Linked DNA regions of Mus musculus: regions 1, 2 and 3 are each linked to region 4. The links are chromatin contacts, called in public promoter capture Hi-C maps. All regions are on one chromosome and are shown on one strand. Each heading gives the region's core, a stretch centred on a gene start, on an enhancer-like site or on the middle of the called end of the contact. The rest is flanking DNA. Distances are from core to core; before and after follow the strand shown. Region 1 holds the start of Rpsa (ribosomal protein SA). Region 2 holds the start of Csrnp1 (cysteine-serine-rich nuclear protein 1). Region 3 holds the start of Ctdspl (CTD (carboxy-terminal domain, RNA polymerase II, polypeptide A) small phosphatase-like). Region 4 holds the start of Exog (endo/exonuclease (5'-3'), endonuclease G-like).

Region 1 (2,700 bases), core at 155-2,654, 680 kb before region 4:
TGATGTAGATACCTAGGCCAGCAAACGGAACTCTCTGAGGAGCTTCCCAAGGCAGGAAGTCTGGCAGTCACTCTGCAGACCTGGCTGATCAGACTCCTGACTGCCTCCTAAACACTAGGATTAAAGGGTGTGAAACCACCACACCCAGCAACAAGTAGTTTAAAGTGGGTGTCCCAGACAGGCTTGCTAGCCTCATAGCCTTGTGAATGGACACTGTGGGAAGGTAAGGCATACGCATGTGGCAGTGACCACTACCAAACTCCAGTCATAGAGGCAAGCTCTACTGGTGTTAGCGAAAATCCTGCCATAAATTCAATGTAGCACACTTCCGACACTCAGAAGTTCACTGGCCAAGACTGGCCTCCACTCTGAGCTTTAATAGTGTGCAGGGTCAGTCAGTCCTCCATGACCTCTGGCCCCTTCCCACACATCCTCTTAGTTACATCACAAGCCAGAGTAGCACTCCAACACCAACCATTCAGTTACCAGGCACTATACCCATTAGAGCACCATAGTCAGGAACTGACTATCACAGGTGGCAACTGACCGTCACTTTTCCTTTTGTAGATGTACTGCTCCATCTGAAAGTCAAGGTTGGTGCCACCTAAGTGGGTTCCCGCAGCAAGGAATTTGAGGACATCCTCCTCCTTCATCTGCAGGACGTCAAGGGCTCCGGACATTGTGTAAGTTTCCCTTTAAGTTACGATGGGAATCTAAAAAAGGAATAAAATTCATCTTTTTTCTTCTGACACTAGAACTCACAAGATTGCCCTGCCTCCTGAGAGGGGGACTAAAGGCGTATGCCACTAGGCGCAGCACATCATCTGAGCTGAAATGGGTTGTGTTCTTATTCCTCCTTGCCTTTCGATTTTTCTGGCCACCTAGTCACTAAGGAAAGTGACTTTGTCAGCAGAGCACATATAGAAAAACTGGACAGTTGAAGTTAGCGCCTCCGCAGGCACACTGACTACAGGATAGCTACTTAAGTATAGCTGCTTCTTTGCACCGAGAGTTGCGCAAAGGCGGCCATGATCGGGGTGCTTCGGGAGTTGTATTTCGAGACTGGCCGGCAGTTCCCGTCCCATCTCCATGCGCCTCACAAGCACTTTTCCCAGCATCTTGCCGACAGGGCCCTCGAGCGTGGCGCGAACCGCAGAAGGGCCCCGCAGTGGCGCCCGCCCCACCTAACTGCGGGCCAGCACGTGGCGCTGCCGCCAGGAGCCAAGCCGCCCCGGCACACGCAGCCTCGGCGCCCTCCGCGCCCACCCATGGCGCGGGAAGCTAGTAAGCGCGCGTCCCGCGGCGTCCGGAGACGCCGAGGGCTCCACGTGAGACTCACCAAGAACAACGCCGTATGGACCCGTCCCCGGGTAGCGCGAAAGGACGGGCGGCCGGAAATGACGTCCTTAAATAACCCACAGCCAGCCAATGGCAAAGCAGGCTAAGCAAAAAGGGAGAACTTCCGCTCCGGAAAAAGCCTCTGGCGCACGCGCAGATTCAGTGAGTGGGCCCGCTGTAGCGCGCGCGGAGCGGAAGTTAAAGTGGCCCGCGCCTGCGCGGCTGCAGTCGCTGCACAGACCCCAGGCCGGAAGTAGCTGGGGCGAGGGGGGGGAGTGGGGGGGGGGGAGCGAGCGTGGAAAGTCCGTAGCTTTTGGTCCGCTGAGTGACGAATAGGCTTCAAGCTGGGCCACCTATGTCAGGATTAACTCCAGGAGCACACACCCGCCTGCCCCTCTGGTACTGGCTCCTTCCTACATTTGAGAACTACAAAATAGTAGTTACCCAGTAAGATATTACAAAAGTGTTGAAGGGAGCAGGGAGAAATTTGGATGCGTCATCTATTTACAAAGCGTTTATTACTGTATTCCATGTCTCAAGTAATCTAGAGATGACTTGGAGTCTGTGGGAGGGTTGTGGTTATTAGAAAATACCAGACTATTTTTGTTTTGTTTTGTTTTTCGAGACAGGGTTTCTCTGTACAGCCCTGGCTGTCCCGGAACTCACTTTATTGACCAGGCTGGCCTCGAACTCAGAAATCCGCCCGCCTCTGCCTCCGGAGTGCCGGGGCTAAATAAAGGCGTGTGCCACCACGCCCAGCTCAGACCATTTTATATTAGGGACTTGAGCATCTATGGGTTTGGCATCCATAGGTGGTTCTGGAACAAATCCCACAGATACTGAAGGATAACCATATATGCATACAACAAAAATAATAGATCAAAAACCCAGAGGAGTGTGGGTGCAGCTCCGTGGTAGAGTACTAACATCGAAAGGCTCTGGGTTTCTTCAGTTCTTGCTGGGGCAAGAGGACCATGAATTTGAAGCTATAGTCATACTCTGTCTCAAAAATAAATATAAAACGGTAAAACTAAAAAGAACAAAGCATTTAACTTGCCACATCGTGAATGTGTATCAAGATATCTTGTTAAGTAAAACAGAATATTCTAAAATCTATTAAGTGGTATGTTCAGGTCAGGTAGTGGTGGCCTATGCCTGTAATCCTAGCCAGCACTCAGGAGACAGAGGCAAGCAGATCTCTACGAGTTGAAAGCTAGTCTAATCTACAAAAATGAGTTCCAGGACAGCCAAAGCTACACAGAGAAACCCTGTCTTTAAAAAAAAGAAAAAATAGAGTGGCCTAGCTCCCTGCGGCTGTCCTTGGTCACGCTTGGTACCAGGCTGAAGCAGTCAAGATGACCT
Region 2 (2,700 bases), core at 14-2,513, 540 kb before region 4:
GACTCAGCCACCCGGCAGCTTCTGTGTACCAAAGCTGTGTGTTGAGGATCTCAGACCCCAGATTACCACAGATAAAGGGCAGGCTGACTCCCCCACCCCCACTCTGCTTGTCCTCTGTACACATGTACATCCAGGACTGAAGACTGAAGAAAGGGCCCGTCATCCTCCCCACCCTCGGTGCCATTTAGGCAGGACAGAAGGTCACCTCCCTACTACACCCGGGGGAGGGGAGAATGGAATCCTGAGGGTTGGACTAGCCACTGACAGCATTCATCTAGGACAGTCAGAAGAACCCAGAATGCAGCGGGAGCGGGGCTGGGAGGGGGAGGGTCGAGCTTCCACGAAGGCTTCCAGGAGGAGGAGGCAGTCCTTGCTGAGCCATCCTAGACGTTGTTGGGATTCCCTCAGGTGAGCAGAGTGAGGGTGAAACGTTCCAGGCGGTGCAGTCAGAACGGGAGAGAAAAGCGCTCTAGGTACTGGGTCGAACTGGCCCTGCCGTGGGCTGACGAGGACTCGGGTGGGCTCCTGAGAGAGAAGTTGACTGCTAGAACACACTTTCTTCTGCCTAGTAGTACAGGGAGTTGGCTGCGAGCCTAAGGAAGGTCTTGGCGGGAGCAGAGGAGGCAGCAATCCGCTGTAAGTAGCCAGGGTCCGGCCTAGGAGAAACCAGATTCTTTTTTTTTTTTTTTTTAAGGAGGGATGGGGGTGGGGAAGCTGGTTCCAGCAATCTCTACTTTAGGTATTGTTCGGAGTAAGGGCTCTGGCCCGAGGGCAGAGGTGAAGGCCAGGCCCTAGGATGACCTTTTCTTCTCTCCTCATCCCTGGCTGGTCTCCAGTCTGAGCTAACTTTCTGCGGGATCTGGGAAAAAGAGGTGGGGTGAGGGCCGGGGAAGGGTCCTCAGATTGAATTGATAATAATCTGCCCTGGGCGGGTGGAGGCAGGGGAGGAGCTTCCATCGCTCGCAGCCTCAGTCTACCCAGTCTGCAGCTCGGGACTGCTCGGCGTGGAGAAGCGGGCATCTCTAGGACCCGGCTCTGCACGAAGCTCGGCTCCGCGATCTTAGGAGCCGAGCGCGGAGCAGCGGCGTCGCGGCCCGGTCACAGTCCGCGGGGAGGCTCGAGGCGGGGGAGGGGGCGGTGCCTCCGGGGCGGGGCCGAAGGCTGCGGGCTGCGGGGCGGCCTGGCGGGAGGCCCGGCGTGCGTCAGCGCCGTGAGCCCCGGAGTTTTCCACTGACGAGGAGGGCGGAGCCGCGGGCGGGGCCGGGGCTGAGCCAGTCTCTCCCGCCGCCGCCGGACGCGCAGACCTGGGCCGGCTGCACCGACGGCCGCCCGGCCGAGCGCACTGCGGGTCGCTGTGTGCGCTGCGACCCTGGGGCCGGCACACGAGTGGCTTCGGTGAACTGGGCGAGCCCTGCTAGCTTAGGTGAGTGCCACGGTTCCTGAACGCGGCGGGATGGGAAATGGGGCAGGGGGCGTCTCGGGTGAGTGGCGCTGTCACTCCAGCTCCCCGCTGATCTCCCTTGGGTCCTCCGGAGGGGACGCCGGGATCCGGCCTCCGAGCCCGACTGGAGATCTGGCGCCTGGAGTGAGAGCCCACGGCTGCGAGGTGGCGGGGGGGGGGCAGGCTTCCCCTCCCCCGCCTCGTTGTGGTTACCCCAGATGTCCAGGCGCCCCAAAGCCGGGCGCAGGTGGCAGTGGGACGGGGCGCGCGTGCCCGCGGGTGAGTTTCCTTTTGACCTAGTTGCCTGAGAACTTTTCAGAAGTTACTCGCGTGGCCGGGGCAGGTGACATTGGTCGTCTTCCTCCTCGGGCTCCCTAGGGGGAGGGTGCCCGAGCTGCGGCGTGTGCCGGGCGCCCTCGGCAGGCGGGGGTCAGGGAGGGTTTGGAGGGATGAGTGAGGAATGAGCGAGGCTTGGTGAGTCACGGACCCCGGGAGGGAGGCGGGGGGGAGAAGGATTGTGTCGTATGTTCACCTGTCACCGTCACACTCAGAGGCCACTGCCGTGAGTCACCGGGGCGCAGCTACACCGACCACCCGCGGGCACACGTAGGCTCTCTCCCACGCACCTCTACTCCCTCTTCTGCATGCATTTCCTCTCCTTCCTCAGTTTCCCCTTCCCGGAGGTCCTTTCGCCTTCATGTACTGTAGAAAAGCCTACACCACAGCAACGGCCACACACTTAGTCACTCGGGTTGCCGATACAGTCACTCCCAGATGTAGCCCACCTTCCTGACAACAGAGAATTCCTCCCTCCTCTCTAGCTACCCACCCAACATCTCTGGACCGAAGTCTCAGCCTTCTGCAGAGAGTAAGTCAATACTCTCTGCCCCCAAATCTTTGACAGCCCCGCCCACATCTCCCGAGCTGTCACCAAATCCACCCCCTTTTCTCCTTTGCGCTTGTCCTGTCAGTTCACCTGGCCCTACCCTGTGTCCTACGGGTCACACCCTCTCTGGCTCAGGCGCTGAGCCATCTTTCAACCATGCAAATCTAGAATTGTCAGTCCTTACTTACGCACTTGGGTGGCTTCCTGTGCCCTCGGGCTAACACAGGCCCTCTTAGTTGCATCGCCACCAGAAGGCGCACTGGCTGTCCTTGCTCCAGTCCCTGTACCATGCAGTGTGACCCCCCCCCCCCAATCTGGAACTCTGCCAACATCCCTCCTTCAGAGGAGCCTGCCTCGTCCCCAGTTCTACCCT
Region 3 (2,700 bases), core at 178-2,677, 520 kb after region 4:
CTCTGAGGGGTCAACATACCAAGAAAGAGCAAAAAGTAAACAGGGGAAGGGACGGGGCTGGAATAGACCCCAAACAAACCAGATGCAGGCAGCATGGCATTGCCTGGTTAGCCCCTGACCAACTACCCCAAAGGGGACAGCTCTAACGCACTAAGCCACTAAGCGTTTGCCAAGTGCTGCGTAGAGCTCCCCCCACCCACAAGAGGCCGGAGATGCCAGGCGGTGGAGTTCCTGACAGGCTGGTTGGTGGCTGGGAGACAAGCTAAAAAGGAAGTGTGCATATGTGCTTGTGTGTATGTGTGTGTGGTGTTGTGGGGACGGCGCTGCTCCTCGCCTCTCTCCTCCACTTGCACAACCAACTAAATATTTTCAAGACATGGCCTCTCTGTGTTATGCACAAACAGGCACAAGCATGTGTGCACTTGTGTACACAGGATCTTGGTCAAAGCCAGATATGCACATACACCCAAACAGCAAAGAGACACAGTACATTCTGACAGTAGGATAGCGTAGGCATACATTCATACACTCTCTCTCTCTCACACAACTCCATCAGGAGTGAACACACACACACACAAGGTCCACACGCTCAGGCTCTGCACACCGATCACCACCTCTCAGTCAGAGGCATACAGACCTCCACATTAAGTCCACAAACTCACAGCCTGTCAGGAACACACACAATCTGCTAAAAGCATTCACGCCCTTATAATCTCTCAGTTGGCCTGCGCGTACACATAGGTGTGCACACAACCTGTCTCACGCACTGCATGCACACTTAAAACAGCTCTGTGCAGTGCACACATCCGATCCCAACTTCTCAGCCGCTCATGCACACTCACACGAGCTCAGCTGGCACAGGCACCCTCCCAGCCTCCCTCTGCTCCAGGCGCACCCCACACCCACGCACCCTCCTGGCCCGGTACACCCCTCCCCCACGCCCGTGCGGGCGCACACCGAGAACTCCGGCGACGCCGGGTGCACTCACGCCCCCCGCGGCAGCTGCCCGTGCCCCTCCTCACCTTTTTCGCCCGCGACGGGCGACCGGGCCTCATCCTCCTTGGGGTTGGTCACCTGGGTGATGATGGCCGGACCGTCCATGGGTGCGCGCCGCGCCGGCCGCCCGCAGGCCCGGCCCCCCGCAGGCTAGGCGCGGGGGGCGCGCGGGGGCGCGGCGTAGGGGGCGCGCAGGGGCGCGGCGCGGTGGGGCGCTCGCCGCCGCCCGGCCCCGCGCTCCGAGAGAGGCGGCCGGGGCCCGCGCCCCAGCTCCCGCCGTCGCCGCCGCCGCTGGGCTGAAGCGGCCGCCGCCTCGTCAGCATGAACCCCGGAGCCGCGCCCGGGAGAGCCGCGCTCGGGGAGGCGGAGCGGGAGGCCCGGCGCCGCGGGAAGCGCGAGCAGGCGACGGAGAGAAGGAGCGAGCGCGGAGCTAGGGCGGGAGGGCGGGAGAGAGGGAGCGCGAGGGGGAGGGAAGGAGGAAAGCGAGGAGGGCGGGCGGGTGGGTGTGTCCCGGCCCGAGGACTGGCCTCCACCGCCGCCGGCGCTGCCCGCCCGCCCGCCGTCCGCCGCCCGCCGGGGAGAGGGGTGCGGGGCCGAGTCGGGGGGCACAGCGTGCGGGGTGTGGTCTGGGGCGGTGGCGCGCGCGTGCGGGGCACAGAGGGCCTCGGGGTAGGTGGGAGGGTGCGGCGGAGCCTGGGAGATAGAGCAAGCTCAGCGATCGAGGTGTGGGCCGCGCGGCGCGGAATGGAAGCGCGGGGAGTGCTCGGCGGAAGCCCGGGGTGCAGCGGGATCGCCGGCTGAGGCCCGGGGAGGTTTATTCACCCCGAGTCCAGGTACCGTGGGAGAAGATTGCAGTCGGTAGTGGGTTCCGGGTGAGGGACGTCCTGACGCTCAAACTGGGAATGGAGGGTTCCGCAGGGGAGCAGGGAGCGAGGCTGCATCGGGGTTCGGGCATAGAGTTGGGGTAATGTAGAGCTAGGCTGTGAGGTGAGCCATAGGGGATGCTGGGCCTGGGGGTGAGGAGGCGATGAGAGGTGCGCGGAGAGTCTGCAGACCGGGCTCACACTGTGTAGTCCGCATAAGCAGCCCGGGCGAGAGTCGGTGTGCAGAACAGTGCGTCCTCGAGGCTAGACCTCTTGGCACATGAGACTGTGGGCACCTCGGCGAGGGGTTCAGCCACTTAAAGACAGAAAAGAGGCTGTAGGTGGCTGATGGAGTGGAAAGGGGCCTGTAGGAGCAGAGCTGGGCCAGGACTCGAGTACATGAGCATCGGGCTGCTGTCAGGTCTGGGGTGACAGCCAAAGCTGGGTGTGAGCAGGTGCCCATCAGCTTCGGAGGGTCTGAGCATTTCGGCACCCGCACGCACCTTCTTGCTCCAACTTGCAGGCCCCACTTGCAGCCCTGTCAACCGGTGGGCGGGGGCAGTGCTGAAGGGGGCGGGCCGCGGGCGCTCGCGCGCGCTCCTCACCAATTACCGCTGTGTGGGCGGAGCTGAAGCTCGTGACTGACAGACGGGCTGGAGAAGACAATCTAACTCCGCCCATTCGCCAGTTTGCGCGCGCACTTGCCCCCTACTCCCCTACCCGCCTCTCCCCGGGTGGCTTTCAAGAGGGGAGGCCTGCTGGGACTTCCTTACTTTTCCACGCCGGTGCGATCCCGGCGCTGGCACCATTCAAGCCGCGTGTTCACCGATGAGCGTCTACA
Region 4 (2,700 bases), core at 143-2,642:
GGGGGGTGGGGGGAGAATTCAAAGGAAAACCATAGTGCTACAAGTATAAAAGTGAATGGGAACGTCTTGCGACTAATAGAGACAAAAATGGCCATCATTTTAGTTTTTCATCAACATGATATATCAGCTGCCAGGTTAAGTATCCATTTCGTTTTTTAAAAGACCTTAACTCCAAGAGTGGGTGCACACACCTGTTTCTCCATGTCTCATGCCTGGCTGGGTCACAGTGAGTACTGGCTCAAAGCAAAAACAGAGCAAACAAGCCCACCCACACTGTCCCTCACTGATACTTCCCCAGTGTTTCAGTTCAAGGAAAGACAGACTGCAGCCTTCACTGCAGTGGGGCTAAGAAACTGACACTTCCTCCTAGAGGACTCAACCCGGAGCTGCTTCCAAGTGACTCCTCCCCATGCCTCCCCAGAGCAGTCCTCTGGCACAATGGCAAGTGTCAAAAGAAGCGGGTGGTTCAGCACGTCCTGGAATGAGATGGGTCTGTGCTCACTTCTCTGTCTAAAGATAAGATGCCCCGTAAATTTAAGGATGTACATACTAGGAAGACTGGGTAGCAGATATTCTTTACGGAAACGCCTTCAAACATTCTTGTTGTGATGTTGTCAATTTGACAGAATCTAGAAACACCTGAGAAGCAGGCCTCCGGGTATTCCTATGGGGAGAGGGGGAATCTTGGCTGTATTAAATGATATGGGGATCCCCAGATTAATTATGGGCTGGGCCATTCCCTGACTGGGATTCGCACTGTATAAACTGGGAGAAAAGGGAGCCAAAAGGCAGCACGTTCGTCCGTTTCCTGACAGTGGAGGGACGTGGCCACATTGTATAAACTGGGAGAAAAGGGAGCCAAAAGGCAGCACGCATTCGTCCGTTTCCTGACGTGGCCAGCTGCTTCGAGCTCCTTCCCCGCCACGATGGGGTGCACCTCGAACGGGGAGCTAAAACAGACCCTTCCCTTAAGTTGCTTCTGTCAGGTATACGTTGTCACAGCAACAGGAAAAGAAACTAAGACACTTACTGAAGGCCAATTCTGTACCAGGCACTGTGCTGCACCTAAGGTGGAGAACAAACAGAGTCTCAGCTCGGGGTGGAGCTAAGGATGGAGGGGTGGTGACGTGTGAGCCCGCAGCCAGGTGAAGAATTTGGGGGAGCAGTGGGGAACCGAGCCGGCTTAGGCTTGCAGACTCACCGTGTGGCTGCCTCGCCAGCTTCGCGGATTCCGCGTCCGGACGCCGGAAAAACTGCAGCGCCGTCAGCCCCGCTCCCGCGGCGCCCACTACAGCCCCGGCCAAGAAGCCATTCAGAAATCGCCGCGAGTCCCTGAGACGGGAAGCGAAGCTCTTTGCAGCCATGACTCGCGGGCGCCAGCACTTTGTCTCTGCCACGCATGCGCACGCGGGGGCTCCGAGGCCGGAATGGTCCAATCGCCGGCTCCGGAACCAGGCGCGCATGCGCCATCCCGAACCGCCTCCCAGAGGCCTTCGCTGCTGAGGGTCTCGCGCGTCCCCTAGAGTCCAGCAGGGGAGGCACGCCTACCTCCATCCCTGGTCCTGGCCAGTTAATGGATGGGTTAAGTGTCCTAGCTTGTCAATTTAATGGTGTGTGTGTACTGTCCTCTGAAGAAATTGTCTTTAGTCCCATTTAATAGTGAGTAAATGCTTGTTCATGATCCATCAAAGATCTCCTAACCTGGGATCCAACTCGATGTGATTCCAAAACCTGTACCCCATTGGACTGTTTGGGGCACTTGCTTCAAAGTCAAAATACACATCAGAGTGTTTGTACCACCTATCGAGTTTCCTGGGAAAACAGTACTCAATGGTAGCCAGAGACTCTGGATGGGCCAGAGCTCAGAAGTTAAATCCTTACCAAACTAGTCCAGTGTGTCAGTCCATGTTATCTCTTTTAATTTGTGCCTAGACAAGCAAGATGGTTCATCAGTAAGGGTGCTTGCCACCAAAACTGACACTTGAATTCAGTCCCTGGAACCTACTTGGTAGAAGAGGACTGACTCCTGAAAGCTGTCCTCTCACCGTCACAGGCATGGGCTTGCCATCCTACATGCACAGGTATGTACAGCCAGACATAAATAAGTCGATGTAATAAACTGTAATTGGGCTTGGTGGAGCCGATCTGTAACCCCAGCGCTAGCAAAGACAAGGAAGGAATTTCTGAGCTCCAGATCAGCTTAGACTACATAGTGAGTTCCAAATGAGTCTCAGCTACATCGCAAGACCCTGTCTCAAAAAAGAAGTTAAAATCATCATCTTAGACGATAGGGATTCATCTCAGGACTAAGGTGGTATACACGGGATGCATGCCGTCAAGTAACACTGTAAATGTTAGCCACTTTATGGGACCTCTCAAATTGGTCTTAGACAAAATTGATGGGCAAATGCCCACTGACAAAGGGAGAACATAAGGTCCAGAGAAATGGCTAAGTGATTAAGAACACTGTCAGCTCTTCTAAAGGGTCTGGGTTCAATTCCCAGCACCCACATGGTAGCTCATGACTGACACCCTCACACCAATGCACATAAAATAAAATTAAGTAAATTGTTATTATTTTTGTTTTTTTTTTTAAGACAGGGTTTCTCTGTGTAGCCCTGGCTGTCCAGGAACTCACTCTGAAGACCGTAAATTATTTTTTGTAAAAAGAAGAATATTCGTGTTTAATAGACTCCCACT

What was found. Promoter capture Hi-C pulls out the DNA fragments that hold promoters and counts their contacts.
Region 1: a contact with region 4 is called in a promoter capture Hi-C map of pre-B cells, with 2.6 times the contacts expected there. The contact joins the promoter of Rpsa here to the promoter of Exog in region 4. A contact is called at or near these places in 3 of 39 promoter capture datasets (hippocampal neurons, liver and pre-B cells) and 1 of 115 datasets of contacts at active chromatin or transcription factors (large pre-B cells).
Region 2: a contact with region 4 is called in a promoter capture Hi-C map of embryonic stem cells, with 2.1 times the contacts expected there. The contact joins the promoter of Csrnp1 here to the promoter of Exog in region 4. A contact is called at or near these places in 3 of 39 promoter capture datasets (the 3T3-L1 cell line, embryonic stem cells and hippocampal neurons) and 2 of 9 other capture datasets (liver and pancreatic islet).
Region 3: a promoter capture Hi-C map of embryonic stem cells shows a contact between it and region 4, with 2.9 times the contacts expected there. The contact joins the promoter of Ctdspl here to the promoter of Exog in region 4. A contact is called at or near these places in 6 of 39 promoter capture datasets (cranial neural crest, embryonic stem cells, erythroid cells and 3 more), 1 of 15 datasets of contacts at CTCF or cohesin (embryonic stem cells), 10 of 484 Hi-C or Micro-C datasets (B cells, the G1E-ER4 cell line, LSK cells and 5 more), 2 of 115 datasets of contacts at active chromatin or transcription factors (embryonic stem cells and forebrain) and 2 of 9 other capture datasets (adipose tissue and embryonic stem cells).

What each region holds. Positions count from the first base shown.
Region 1 is chr9:120,126,470-120,129,169 of GRCm38.p6, reverse strand. Rpsa (ribosomal protein SA) reads right to left here and starts at 1,404. Exons shown (of 7, transcript NM_011029.4): 1 at 1,340-1,404; 2 at 548-713; 3 at 1-12. The coding sequence starts at 680. LOC115485682 (a small nucleolar RNA gene) reads right to left here and starts at 390; the gene lies at 235-390.
Region 2 is chr9:119,982,342-119,985,041 of GRCm38.p6, reverse strand. Csrnp1 (cysteine-serine-rich nuclear protein 1) reads left to right here and starts at 1,263. Exons shown (of 5, transcript NM_001357562.1): 1 at 1,263-1,423. It overlaps Gm33800 (a long non-coding RNA gene), which reads right to left and starts at 1,197. Exons shown (of 4, transcript XR_871355.3): 1 at 1-1,197.
Region 3 is chr9:118,925,263-118,927,962 of GRCm38.p6, reverse strand. Ctdspl (CTD (carboxy-terminal domain, RNA polymerase II, polypeptide A) small phosphatase-like) reads right to left here and starts at 1,427. Exons shown (of 8, transcript NM_133710.3): 1 at 1,023-1,427. The coding sequence starts at 1,101.
Region 4 is chr9:119,443,652-119,446,351 of GRCm38.p6, reverse strand. It overlaps Exog (endo/exonuclease (5'-3'), endonuclease G-like), which reads right to left and starts at 1,392. Exons shown (of 6, transcript NM_172456.4): 1 at 1,202-1,392. The coding sequence starts at 1,364.